Linked DNA regions of Mus musculus: region 2 is linked to region 1. A link is a contact called in public HiChIP or PLAC-seq data. All regions are on one chromosome and are shown on one strand. Each heading gives the region's core, a stretch centred on a gene start, on an enhancer-like site or on the middle of the called end of the contact. The rest is flanking DNA. Distances are from core to core; before and after follow the strand shown.

The links. HiChIP or PLAC-seq counts read pairs in DNA pulled down with a chosen protein or histone mark.
Region 2: an H3K4me3 HiChIP or PLAC-seq map of embryonic stem cells shows a contact between it and region 1, with 6 times the contacts expected there. The contact joins the promoter of Sox18 here to the promoter of Eef1a2 in region 1. A contact is called at or near these places in 1 of 39 promoter capture datasets (embryonic stem cells), 3 of 15 datasets of contacts at CTCF or cohesin (embryonic stem cells, pro-B cells and stem cell-derived epiblast-like cells), 2 of 484 Hi-C or Micro-C datasets (both in embryonic stem cells), 3 of 115 datasets of contacts at active chromatin or transcription factors (embryonic forebrain and embryonic stem cells) and 1 of 9 other capture datasets (embryonic stem cells).

What each region holds. Positions count from the first base shown.
Region 1 is chr2:181,152,916-181,159,704 of GRCm38.p6, forward strand. Eef1a2 (eukaryotic translation elongation factor 1 alpha 2) reads right to left here and starts at 4,100. Exons shown (of 8, transcript NM_007906.3): 1 at 3,809-4,100; 2 at 2,348-2,566; 3 at 736-915; 4 at 1-165. The coding sequence starts at 2,491.
Region 2 is chr2:181,667,994-181,674,782 of GRCm38.p6, forward strand. It overlaps Sox18 (SRY (sex determining region Y)-box 18), which reads right to left and starts at 3,647. Exons shown (of 2, transcript NM_009236.2): 1 at 3,189-3,647; 2 at 1,844-3,003. The coding sequence starts at 3,528. The coding sequence ends at 2,210.

The DNA.
Region 1 (6,789 bases), core at 2,850-5,349:
GCTGTAGGCTGGTTCCGTGGAGTCCATCTTGTTGACACCCACAATGAGCTGCTTCACACCCAGAGTGTAGGCCAGGAGTGCGTGTTCCCGGGTTTGCCCGTTCTTGGAGATGCCCGCCTCAAACTCGCCCACACCGGCTGCCACGATCAGCACTGCGCAGTCCGCCTAGCCAACAGGTCAGACACAGTGAGTCCCCACCCGGCCCTGCCTTCGACCTGGCCCTGCCACCCACATAATGGGGCCTGGGCAGTTATGCTGGGGGTAGAGATTCAGGGTATCTACCTCAAGGGCAACAGGGGAATCTTCCACCAGACCCTGAGTCAAGGAGGCCCAGACTGGCCATCAACTCCACTGCCAGCAGGGTATGGTCCTTGGATGAGTCACTGATCCCCTCTGGTTCTGTCCTCTCTGCCTGTGACTGACTGACTGCTTTTCTACCCATATGTCACTGTATCTACTCTGGGCTCTTCTATAAAAATCTATGTGTGAAAGATATGCCTACATGTCACCCTTGGTCTGTCTGCTGGCCCCAGCAGAGGTAACCCTGCAGGCACCCGGTCTAGCTGAGATATAAACACTGACTCAGTTCTTGAGGGACTCTATGCCCAACAGGATGGAGAGGACATGGAGATGACATGGGTAGAGGTCTGCCGAGACAGAAAGTGCAAGAGACGCTGACACCTGAAGAGAGCTCTTGGGCCCCGAGTCACTGAGCTAGGTGCCCTCTGTGCACACCTGGGATGTGCCTGTAATCATATTCTTGATGAAGTCTCGGTGTCCTGGAGCATCGATGATGGTGATGTAGTACTTGGTGGTCTCAAACTTCCAGAGGGAGATGTCGATGGTGATGCCTCGTTCCCGCTCGGCCTTCAGCTTGTCCAGCACCCAGGCATATTTAAAAGAGCCCTTCCCCATCTGGAAGGGTAGAGGCACAACTCAGGATAAGACACAGGACTCTGAGGTCACATCCACCTGCCATGCCTGCCCTGGCCCATGGGAGCAGCCATGGAGAAGTGACAGTTGGCTTAAAGCACTTTGAACTGAAGACCTCTGTCCCATCTCTCTGGTGTTGATCCCCAAACCCTGCTCTGCCTCACCCCAGGCTGCCCAGATCAGCCAGCCCCACCCTCACTCCCTTCCTCAATGGTTGTGGACATGCAAGTCCCCCAGCAGAGGGCGTGAGGGCCTGGGAGTTGCCAAACTATCCTTGCCACCTGAGGCTAAGGCTCTACACCCAATTAGAGATCAATTATCTCATTAGGTTTGGGACTGTTAAAAACAAAACAACTCTCTAAGTTATTTTTTTAAGGGAAAATTTTAAAAATGAGTAAATTGTTCAAGGTTTTGAGAAAATCCCGGTTCCAGCTCTTCCTGCAGCTGATGAATAACTCTGAGGCATCTCCCCTCCCCACTTCCACCAAAACAGAAGTAGAAACAGCCCCACCAAGAGCAAGGCTGGCTGCTCTTTGCAAATCTGTGCCAGGGTGAGACTCCTTGTGAGACTCCTACAGCCTGGACCACGGTTTGTGGTCATCGATGCTCAGCTGAACATGACTCCCTACCAGAATCTCACATGACATGTTTGCTTCTGCATTCCAGGGATGATGCCCAGCTTGGAGGGGCTACCCAGACAGAGCCAGACAAAACCCAGCTGGGACCTGATCCAAGTGGCCATCAAACCCTCAGGTCCCTCCTACCTCCTCCCCTCAGCGCAACCCCTAAAAGGTAAAAGCATCAGGCCTAGACACACAGAATTGTGGCTCAAAGCCCCATATACACACAGGAGCAGGAGCTCTGCATAGACAGTTGATGCCCTCAGATCTGCCTTAGCCCTTATCCAGGAGCCAGCTCTTCTCGGAATGAGCAGGGTTAGGGGCAGAGAAGAGAATTCTGTTACAACCACTGCTCATTTGTAGGTCTCAACCAGGAACAGGCTACCAAGACCCCCCACTCCAGGTACCATCCTGGACCAGCAACCCTTCTCAGCTTATCTGGAGAAAGTGGAGCTGGCAAGCCTGCTGCCCATCAATCAGCTATTAATAGCATCCTTGAGCCCTGGCTGTTGCCAGACAAGCGAGGACAGCACCACATCCAGCCCAGCTTCAGCCCTGGGGAACAAGAGGATAAGGCTTGAGGGTCTCCTGGCACTGGCCCACTGAGGCCGAGTCCAGAGCCTTCGGATGGGCCTGGGGAGGGCACAAGTTCCCCCTCCCTCAGTATGAGACAAATCTAGCAACATTCTCAGAGGGAGACTGCTCTGTTCACCCCTCCCATCACCAGGCACCCATATCCCCTGCACTGAAGGAGGTAAACTGAGCAATGGCAGCACCAGGCCCACAGTGCTCACCTCTGCTGCCTCCTTCTCAAACTTCTCGATGGTCCGCTTGTCGATGCCACCACACTTGTAGATGAGGTGGCCTGTCGTGGTGGACTTGCCTGAGTCCACGTGGCCAATGACCACAATGTTGATGTGTGTCTTCTCCTTGCCCATTCTGCCTGGGTGAGGGAGGGGCTGGCACTGTGGGGGCTCTGGTTTGGGGTTGAGGGTATATGCTGGGCAGGAACTCTGTGGAGTCAGGGACGAGGGAAACAAGTGATTAAGGGGCCCAAAGAGAGTCCAGCAGAGGTACCCGCGCCATTCTTGTATTGTTTGGGAGCTTGCCCTGACCCAGTCTTCTCCTGAGCCAGAATAGGGAAGAACGACACCCCCCCCCAACCCTGTCCTAACCCCATTCAGCCACATTTCATTCATAAGCCACCTGTTTCTCTACCCTATACCTTAGCCCAAATGCTCCGTTAGTGTGTAAGTGTTTGGGAAGGTGATTTGGAGGCAAATTCCTTAGGGAAGGGTTAATCAGGTCTGGACATCACAGAGCAGCAGACTGAGTGAAGCTCTGGAGCAGCCAGGAGCCCTGTGATGAGTCACTGTGCCCAGCTCTAGGGTGCATTGTCCTTCCTGTCCTCGATGCCACCCCCCCCTTCACACACACACACACACACACACACACACACCAGGGAGGGACACTGCCCTACCCCCATCTGCTGCCACCATGAAGAGAAGGCCAGCACTCCTCAGCCCCTCCACGGGCAAGGGCGCCATCTTCCTCCCTCTGCCCACAGGCTGGCAGAGGAGACAGCTGGATGGTACCCAGGCATAGGCCCAGAATAGCTCAGGCCCTCCCCACAGGCAAGGGGCAGCCATGAGGGCCGAGAGGTGAATGTCCTGTTCTAGCCAGAGAAATAAAAATCCCACCTGGCCCAGCTCAGCAAGTGCCCTCAGAGATGCCCTGACCCTCTCCCCTACTATCCAGTCCAGGTCCTGTGTCTCAGTACCCGCGCATCTCAGAGGTCAACCGAGAAGCTCAGGCCTGTTGGGGTGGGGGGTGCATCCGAGGGTGGGAGCCACATAGGACGCGATAGGGGTCCTCAGATTTCACCACCTCCCCCGCCCTACTCTGACAAATCACGGACATCCCCAGGGCCCCAAACCACCGCGCCAGCACTTTCACCGACCAGCCTGTCAAGCCCAGCAGAGCCCAGACAAGCCCCAAGGTCAAGGTGACAGCATGATGGCAGGTTTCAGGAGAAGGCCCCCCTCCACTGTCACAATTGCCTAAGGGACTCACTACCCGACTGCCACGGGGACCCACCATGCCCAGTCTAGAGACAGCCTCCCTCCACCCCCAGCCCAGGGGTGCAGCCCAGCTAGGTGCCGCATATTCCCCTCTTCCCCGGGCTGGGTTCCCAGAGAAGCGAACCCTGATTGAAAACCTAAGCAAGGGTCTCAGACCGGGATGTGCGTCCTTACCCAGAGCCGAGGACTCAGTCAGAAGGACTGGTGGCGCCGGCGCCGGCGGTTTTATCTCTCCAGGAGGGGGTCCACCTATTGACGGTGCCGGCGCAATGCACTGCGCCCCTGCAGTACGGCAATGCGGTACCGGAGGGGGGAGGCGGGCGCCGAGCGGCTGGCAGATGGGATGCGAAAGATGCGTGGACGCAGGGGCCGCGCACCCACGGACGCGGGCCGGCGTAATGAGGATCCGAGAGGACGCAGCTGCAATGATGCACCGGAGCGAGGGAGAGAACCAGTGAGCGAGAACGCAGACCAGGAGAGAAAAACAGGCAAAAGGGCGGTGCAGCGCGCAGAGGTGGGGGCAGGGAAACAGAGCCAGGAAAGGAGGGGCAGGGATGGAGAGAAGCGAAAGAAACAGTAGAGAGAACTGGGGTAGCAGAGACAGTGGTTGCTGGAGAGCAGGGGGGAAAAAAAAGGTACATCCAACATAAAGATGTCCCCAGGAAGGTGGAACACAATAGGGAACCAGCAAGTAGACTAGGAGAGAAGAGGCCCAAGCCCAGGTCAAGATCCCTGCAAGCCTTGATGTGGGCATCCATTGCTGGCCCTGCTCATGGTTGAGTCCCGGTGAACATGAAGCTCAGTTTCCAGAGGTTTTCCACGATCCCCACCACCCCTAGCACAAGTGCTTACTCACATGGACCCTACATGACAGGCCCTTGAGGCAATCAGCCAGTCCAGCCCGCAGCCCAACCTTCTTATGAAGCCCTGGAAAGAGGTTTTTGTCTACCTATTCCCTTAGGTGTAGGGAATTTACAAAGCCCGTTCTCAGATGGTCTTAGCTAAGGTCACCAAGAACATCCAAACAGGGTTCAGATCCCCACTCTCCTTCAGGCTCCATTGGTAGGAAGCAGGGAGCCCTTGAGATTTCTAGAAAGATTAGGATATCCCAAATAGACCTTAAGGGGGTTGTGGCCACCGTGTATCACCAGGGGCTTCTTCAGAGGTGCCTATCTTGTCATTTGACCCAGACATTCCCGTTTTCCAATACTGCCACCTGTCCTAACCCAACCAGTCTTTGTGGTTGCAAGTAGGAAGCAAAGGTTCCTTGAGTATTTATGCTGACTGACAGCAGGCCTGTGCCTATTCCTTCTACCCTGGTGTAGAGTAGATCTAGACATAGAAGGCCCAGGTCAGGGCCCAGCACCTCCTACTGAGAGCGCCTGTTAGGGGACCCTGGAGATGGGTGCCCAATTAGGGCAGCTATCAAGTATGAAGAGAGAGTAAGGTGAAGCCTAATGAGGGTCTGTCTAGCAGAGGGCAGCCAGAGGCTAGGCAGGGCTCTCAGATGACTTGGCACTTTTGAAGACTGCTGAGACCGTCAACTGGGAGCCAGGAATTAAAAATAAACGCCTGGCAAGACATTAGCATTTACTCCACCCACTTGTCCAACTCATCTCTCCCTGAATGCCTTCCTTCTTGCATGGAGATGACTGGGCCTGGTTTCGAAATCAGGAGGTAGAGTGGGCTCAATAATGAGGTCCAAAACCCAGCATCTTTGTGAATAGCTATTAGTCCTTAGCTTTGGAGTCGCCTCCTCTGTCTATCTGGGCAGCAGTGAGCCAGCAAGGCCCAAGGCCAGGAGCTTACCCATCTAGAGGACTGACCCCTAATGACCAGAGGTCATGTCCTGCCTGAAACACCTATACATTGACCTACAGGAGGCAGGTCAAAAGTACCTCCCTGTCATTAGGACATACTTTGCCTCCACTGCAAATCCCTGAAGCCTTTGTTGGTATGAGAGACCCTGGGAATAGGCAGAAAACAGATTTTTAAGAGGTTAACAGTGTTGAGCAACAACATACTCAGCCAACATGATAGGGGGCCTTGAGGCCAGCTGTTCCAAGGAGCCACTAAGCCAGCAGCACTGAGCAATGGCCAGGCACTCAATAGCGCCAGCAACGGGGCAGCTATTGCTTCAATCTGCATGTATCTCCCAAGTTGGGACTGAATCTCCAGGAAGTAGTGCTGGTATGGGGCTTTCTATGGGACATTTAGGTCCTGAGGGCCCCAGCCTGATCCTACCATAAAAAGTGCCTATGGATGGTTCTCCTGCCTTCCACTGTAGAGCCTAGTTGAGCACCTTGCCAGAATTTTGGGTTTCTATCCTCTTCAATTGCATGCTTAGCAGCACTTAAGCAATAAAGTCTGCAATACTGAAAAACATCAGGTTCTATAAGTAGGGCTCAGGGACCCCAAAACCTATGAGGAAACTGGGCAAAACTAAGCTCAGCACCTGAGACCACACCAGTGGGTAGCTCAAGGCATTAGAACTAAGACAGTGTAACTTCCAGACAGAAGCCTGCGTTTCACCTGTGGCCACAACCTCTGCTACTACTCATGTTCCTTCAGTAGCCCTGGTCACGGTGGCCCTGGGAAGCTGCCAGAGGTGGGGCAGGGCAAGCAAGGAGAGGCTACAGGAAACCAGGATTCTTCCTACTGGCAGCATGGAGGACAGGGTTCAGGTTCTACACCTCCTCAGCCTCTCCAGGAACCCCCACCTGCCGTCTTTAAGCTGTTTAGGGAGATATAGCACCACCCCCTTTGACTGGTGGGGGTTTCACAAACGTTGGAAATGAAGATCCAGCTAAAATTAACCGTTATCAAGCTGCCAGCCCTGCAAATAAACCCGCTTCCCATTGGCTGGCGGTGATGTCACTGTCAGGTTAATAATAGCTGCAGTGCCCAGCTAACCACCTGTGCGGGTGCCTTCTGTGAGCTATGGTCAGGACAGCCTCCTGTAGTCAATATCCAACAGATGTATGTCACTGGGATCAAGTGGCTTTTAAAGGGTCTTAGAGACAGGATCAGGGTCACGCTTGGGACATCTTCTAGTCTGAGAGTTTCCAGGAAATCTCCACCCCGATTTGGACTGCTAGATGCATTCTGGTCTCAGAGCACAGTCCTTGGCCTTAGAGCCTTTTACCAGCCATCTA
Region 2 (6,789 bases), core at 2,397-4,896, 510 kb after region 1:
TGCCCACCCCTCTGCCTGCCCCACCTTGACCTTATTGGGGCAAGAATCTTTATGTGGTATACGACAGTTTCCTCAAAAATATTCAAAGTAATGATTGTATTTGCTGGGGAGACCCTTACCTGTTCTCAGCCCTGCTTCTCTGCTGGAAATTATTTAGCATATTACCCATGCCACTCCAGGGACAGACTAGACTGTTGAAGGGATGAAGGGATGAAAAGGGGTGGGGGACAGAAGTTCAGACCTTTTGGGAAAGAGGTAGATAGGATGAGGAATTAGGAGTGTGGCCTTATGCTATGGTTCTACCTGAAAGGGTGGGAGGGTTCATCCTTGGGGGATGGTGAGGAAGGTCTTCTCAGGCAAAAATAATAGGAACTCCCCCCCCCCCTACACACACAGGTACACAGAGCCTATTATCAATCCACTGTTGCCGTTAGTGGTGTGATCTCTCATGTCTTTCTGATGCTGCTGTGGGGTAGTCTCCACCCTTTGGAACTTGTAAATTTGATCTTGCTCCAAACTGGACCCTTACTAGCCTTTTTCCATGACAATTGGGAAAGGGGGCTTTTAGAGAGCACATTGATCTATCTTCTCTTCACAGAGAGAGTGGAACCACACCTACACTCTTTGGGGTTCCACTCTACTAACCAAGGGGAGAAGGGAATGTAAGTATAGAATAGTATAGAACCTAGAACTGAAGAAGTGCTCTGGACCCGAGAATGTTGCTTCAGTTGTCTCTGAGCTATCTGACGTATACTTCTTGGTATGTCCGTAAGTTGACAGAAAAATACCCCAGTCTAAATAGTTAAACACTTGGGGACAGTTCCCATGAATTCTGGTAGCAGGCCTGGTCAGACCCATCTTCTACCTCTGTTTGTAATTCATATTGGTCAGTGTAGAGATGATATCATCTTGCCTCAGAGGCTGAACACGCCTAAGAAATCCCCACTTCTTGTGTACCTCTTCCTAATTGTATTGGGAAGCTGGCTTCCTGTGCATGGACCCACATGAACATCTAGCCCTAGGTTTTGTTTTTTTTTGTTTTGTTTTTTTCAGGTAAGTCATACATGACCACCTTCATGGAAAGCCATATATTTGCAGCTTCATAGTTATGCTAGGTGTTTCACACTCCATGTGGGTGAATCTTTGGATCAGCCGCCATTGAAGACTATATGGAAATCCGGGGCAGGACAGACTCCTCCTTCAGAAGTGGGATTAAGGGGACTAGCTAGTCAGTGTTTGTATGTGTGTGCCGGGACTATTTCCAGGGTGATTTTGCCACCCCTTTCTAGATGCATGTTTGTCTAGTAAGGGACTTTGAAAAATAGATGGTCCGGAGAGAGGGCCTCAGTCCTCCTGGAAGGAGCCCAATCACTGCCTCTGTAATAAAGCTCAAGCTAGGGAACTTAAGGGGACTTTTATACATCTCTGACCTCTGTCTATAGAGAATAGGGCCCCGAGTTGCAGCTCTCCTCACATCACTATTTGAGGTATGTGATTCTTATGAGGTCTGAGCACTGCCTTGGTCACTAACCCTTTGCCTAAGTCAGGTCCCCTGGGGGAGCAGAGCAAGTGTGACATGGTGCTGCCCCTCTTAGCAACTATCTGCTGGGGTCTGGTAATGTATCTGTAATGTTCAGGTGTCAGCCCTGCAGTTCTCCCCAAATGAAAAATACTGTCCTGGGCAGTGCTTAGGTTTGCAGAGGAAAAGCTGCAACTCGGGCTGGGAGCTGATGATATCTGGGAGCCCCACTGGAAGGATGGAGGGCAGTGGTGTGGCTAAGGCAAAAGCAAAGTAAATTTCTGTGTTTACAGTCCTTATGCATGGATGCTAGTGATCACTGAAACCCTTTTAAAGAAAAAAGTTTAATTAAAAATTAAATATATTGTATTATATATGTATATATATATAAAGGCAAAGTAAAAAACACAGTCTCATTCTAGAAAATACATAGCAGAAAAGAATTAGATGATTCAAAAACAACCCTGGCAGAGGCAGCTAGCACGTCCAGGGCCTGAGGTTCCTAGGGAAGGCCCAAAGCACAGGAACCCCCAGAAGGAGGTGTGTAAATGAGGAGGCGACAGAAATGGCATCTTTAGGCCACCAGCTCTAAAGGCTGTTGCATACCCTAACATACATATGCGAAAGGAAGGGAGCAGGCAACTCTGCCACTTGGCCACATGCAGAAGCGGTGGAGGGCAAGGACAGTGTCTAGCCTGAGATGCAAGCACTGTAATAGACCGCGCTGCTAGCATCAGACAGCGCAGAAATGAGGCTGCTCTCTTCTGGACAGGACATGGCGCGCGGACCTAGTTTGGCCAGTGCCACGTGGTAGGGGAGTGTAGTGGCATCCGGTCGAGTCCGGCTGCAATTGAGATACTGGTCAAATTCGGTGAGGTCCACATCGGCCCAAAGGTCGGCGGTAGGCTCCAGTTGCTCTGTGCCCTCAAGAGACGGGGACTCAGGTGGTGGTGACAGAGGATTGGGAAACGGGCCCGGAGTGCCCAGGGTGCCATAGTAGAGACCTGCGAGTGGCGCGGCAGGCGGCGCTGTCCTGAGCGCTTCAGCCAGGGGCGCCCCGTAGCAGAAGCTCGGGTCCCGTGCCAGCTCAGGGGCATAGGGTGCCCGGAAAGCCCGCAGAGCGCAGTCCTCGGGCGCCAAAGGCGGTGGGAAGAAGGAGGCCTCGCCAGGCTCCAGGCCGTCCAGAGGCGAGCGCTCGGGCGTGGGTAGCCCCAAGCCATCGAACTCCGCACCCAGAGTGGGTAGCTCGCGGAAGGAGCGAGCTGACCCTGACGCTGCAGCGAAGGCCTCGGGCGGCGCAGACGGCTGCACGAGGCCCGGGAGCAAGAGGCCCGGCTCCAGCCTCCGGACCTTGCGCGCCTGTTTTTTGCGGCGAGGCCGGTACTTGTAGTTGGGATGGTCGCGCAAGTGCTGCACACGCAGCCGTTCGGCCTCTTCCACGAAGGGCCGCTTCTCCGCCGTGTTCAGCTCCTTCCACGCTTTGCCTGTAGGCGAAGGGAGCCTGTTAGTGGACCAGTGTCGGGCGCACGACTAGCCAAACCGTCGTGCGCCTTGGGCGCGCGGCGTGAAACATGGCATAGACCCCAGCGACCAGCCATAAAATCCCGAATCCCGACCCTCTCCCAAAGTCCCCTCCCTCGCCGCCCCTCTAAGCATTCGAGGCTCTCACCCAGCATCTTGCTCAGTACTGCGTTGTGCAGATCCGGATTTTGTTGCGCCAGTCGCTTGCGCTCGTCCTTCGCCCACACCATGAAGGCGTTCATGGGCCGCCGAATGCGCAACTCGTCGGCAGTTTGGCGCTCTCCGCGGCCAAAGCCATAGCGCCCTGATTCGGGGCTGCGCGGTGGGCTCCGCGGAAGGCTGGACGGGGAGGCGGGCGAGGTGGGCGAGACGTTGGTGACAGGGAGGCCGCGCGCCTCAGCAGCGGCCCCGATTCCAGGGGCCCATGCACAGTCGCGGCGGGAGGGCGGGTCGTCCTGTGCGCCGTAGCCGGGCGGCGATCTCTGCATTCCAGCTGGGCAAGGCCTGGGCGGAACGCGGCGCGGGAGCGCAGGAGACAGTGGCGGGCACTGCAAAGCCAAGTACGGAGGTCTGATGGACGTCGGGTGGAGACACTGGGGACGTGGTAGCTTCGTGCCAGGAAGGCATCCCAGATATAGAGACATCGGGCCAATCCGCAGCAGAGCTGGCGGACCGGGGCGGGGCTGCCCCCCTCCGCGGTGGCTCCCTTTTTTCTTCCCGGCAGGATCCAGCTGAGGCCTCCCCAGCGCAGAGCCCCCCATCTGCTCCCACTGTCTCAAAAGAAGAGACCCCCGTGTGGGAGAGGACTGCTGGTGTGGGCTAGGTCTCAGAAGGAGGGGTCCTCCAGGGTTTTCAGGTTTCAGAGCCGCGCTGGCACCCCATCCACAGAAACAGACCCCTGGGCAGTAATGATGGGAGAGGGCAGCGGCTTTAGATTGGATGAAGGAAGATTTAATTTAGCACCAAGTTCTAGGGAGGTTACTTTCATCGTGTACCTCGGGAAAAGGAATGGGATTTGGCGATGTTCTTGCCTCTTCTTGTGGGTTTACCCTCCCAGATGCTGAGCTCAGCTAGGTAGTTCCAACGCCTTTCCCTAATTTTGTCGTTGAGGCTGAAGAAACGATGTGTCTTTTCTCTCTCTCTCATAACCAAACTCTGGGACAAAGCAGAACTCTTGGCCCACAAGGAAAAGGTAAACTGGTGGACACAGGACATAGCCAGTCCCTGCTCCTCAGAATTTGTGTGTGGGCTGCTGTTTCCCTTCCCCGGGCCAGACAAGGAAAACACAAGGGCCTGAGCAGGTGAGGCAGAGGAAAACTGGGAGTTTTCCAAAGGAGCCCTCATTCATGTTCTCTTTTTATCTGTTCAGCCTCTTCACTAGGAAAGGATCTGGGCCCTGGAAACTGATGGCTTTCTCCTGAGAGCTGCCCCCTTTGCACTGCCAAGTGTAACTTCATAGAGGAAAACCCTTGGCAGCTGTTCGTGACAAGTCAGAAACTCCATCTACACGTACCCTGAGCACTCTGCGACCTTCCCTGTCATGTCAGGATAGCCCACCTTGAGCATTGAAAGAGAGAGCCTGTGTGGCTTCTGGGGCTGCTCACACATACAAGTCCTATGGAACCCTGCGCTGCTCCTGAGTGGTCCCTTTGTTTCTGAACACTCTTGCCATGGAGAGATCCCAGAATTCCCCAGAGCTCCTCAGACTAAAGGATGAGGAATGTCATCACTACCTGATATTTTGTCATGTAGATAGGGTAATAAAAGGCACATTAGAGGCCCTGCACCTGCTGCAGTGGCATGAATTCTGAGTAGTGTGGAAGCATTGGAACAACTCAGTAATTTCTCAGAAGGCAGGCAGTGATGTGGACACCAAGGTGAAATGCTTTCAGGACCTTGCCAGTGGCCAGGTCTAGGTAGGTAGGTAGGTAGGTAGTCTGAACAACTGGTACAGGAGGATGGTGAGTGAGGACATGAAGAGCTATGTGAAGATTTTCATCTTGAGAATGGACACAAAGAGCTAGAGGTAACGGCTGGAGCATGGGTCATTGGTACAGAGCTTGTCTGGCATGCAAAAGGTCCTATTTTCCTTCTTCAGTACCACAAACAAAGGGACCAGAGCTCGCTGATATAGCCTCAGTTCTATCACTTTTCATCAAAAATGACCTTTACTCCATAGCTGTGAGTACAGGCTGAGGTCCCCAGAGCCTGACTTAGCCAGGGAAGTAGCTATTTTGAGATGATGTTCACTGGGGCTCTAGAAAAGGAACTTCAGAGTCTTTTGCCATAGCCCTGAATATTGGGGTGGGCTTGGAGTTCTTGTGATAGCTCAGAATCAGCCTCCTGCTCCGAACAGAGTATCCAGCATTACCTCATTGTTCCCCTCCATGACACTCCTGCAGTCACCCCTCCTGGCATCAGCTAATGACCCTCCTCTTAGTCAATCAAGCTGTGGCTCAGATGTCAGGCTGTTATATCCTGTGAGCTAGCTGGGCAAGAGCCTGCTGAGTGCTCCCTTTTCTCTGTAGGGTCAGGCTAACCCTCACTGCCCACTGCTTGGCAACAGTGATGCTGGCAACTCCCACCCTCCTTCCAGATGGGACAACAATGGGGGAGGTGACTTCAGTCTGCCAGCAGGGTGGCCCTGACCCTAGAGCCCCAGGGCTGGAGAGATTCCCCAAGGCTGTACAGGGCTGCTGTGGGTGTGGCCAGCTATGTTAGCAGAGTGACATTCCATGTGAATGTCTGTGTCTGTGTGTGGTCTACATGTGTGTCTGTGTCAGGTTCCCAGGGTGTGGGGTGAGGTAGTTCCTAGTGCTAGAGGCTTGCTAAGTCCTTGGGAGTTAGACACGATGGACTCTCCTATAAAGGGATAGGAACTCAGGGGTTGAGGACTGGAAATCCTACTCAGGAAAAAACTGTCCTCAGCATTCAAGGAAGGGATGGATCCCTAAGGCTTCTTTGTTAGATGAGCAGCCCTAGCTTTGGCCAAAGTGAGGAAGGAAATTCTGCTGCTGGAACTCCACTTCAGTCTGCTTGCCTCTATTTGGCTCAGACGGACACTTACTCATGACAGGAGCTTGTCTATAGCCTCAGCCCCCAGAAAGTTGGAATGGTAGGGCAAACCTTCCTGCCAGTATGGGGCTAGCTTAGTGGACCCTATGCTCCTATCTTCCATGCCTACACCTACTCCCCTTCCTTAGCCTTCCTGGACCCCAGGCCTCTGTGAGGCTTGCAAAGGATTCTGGGTAGGTCCCCTTGGTGGCTATGGTGGGGGATTGGCTTGGCTCTGCTCCGCCTGGGGGTGGTGAGACCTCCCAAGCACTGACTGGGCACAGACCTCCCAGGCTCCCACCAGACAGCTCTGGCTGCTGCACAACAGTGAGGCTGGGACCAATTACATAGTCCTGCAGGGCTTGGACCCTCCCACTCCCAAAGGGTGGGGTGGGGTCCCTGTCTGAGGGCAGTGGAGCTCCAGGTGGATGGCTCTTCTTCGCTAGCAGCCTTCTGGTTCAGCACCCTATTCTTGGCTCCAAATCTTGCTGGCCTCCCAGGCTCTGGTGGCTGGATTTGGGGGAATATGAAGCTAGGGTCAACCTTTACTTCTATCCTGGGGTCACAGCCTTTGGCAGAGTCTGATGCCTTAGACTATCAGGCATATGTGACTCTCGGGTTTGGTTTAGATGAGCTAGGCCCTAGCCTAACAGAGCCTTCAGCTCTTTGTTCTCAGTCCTAGGATGATGCATTCT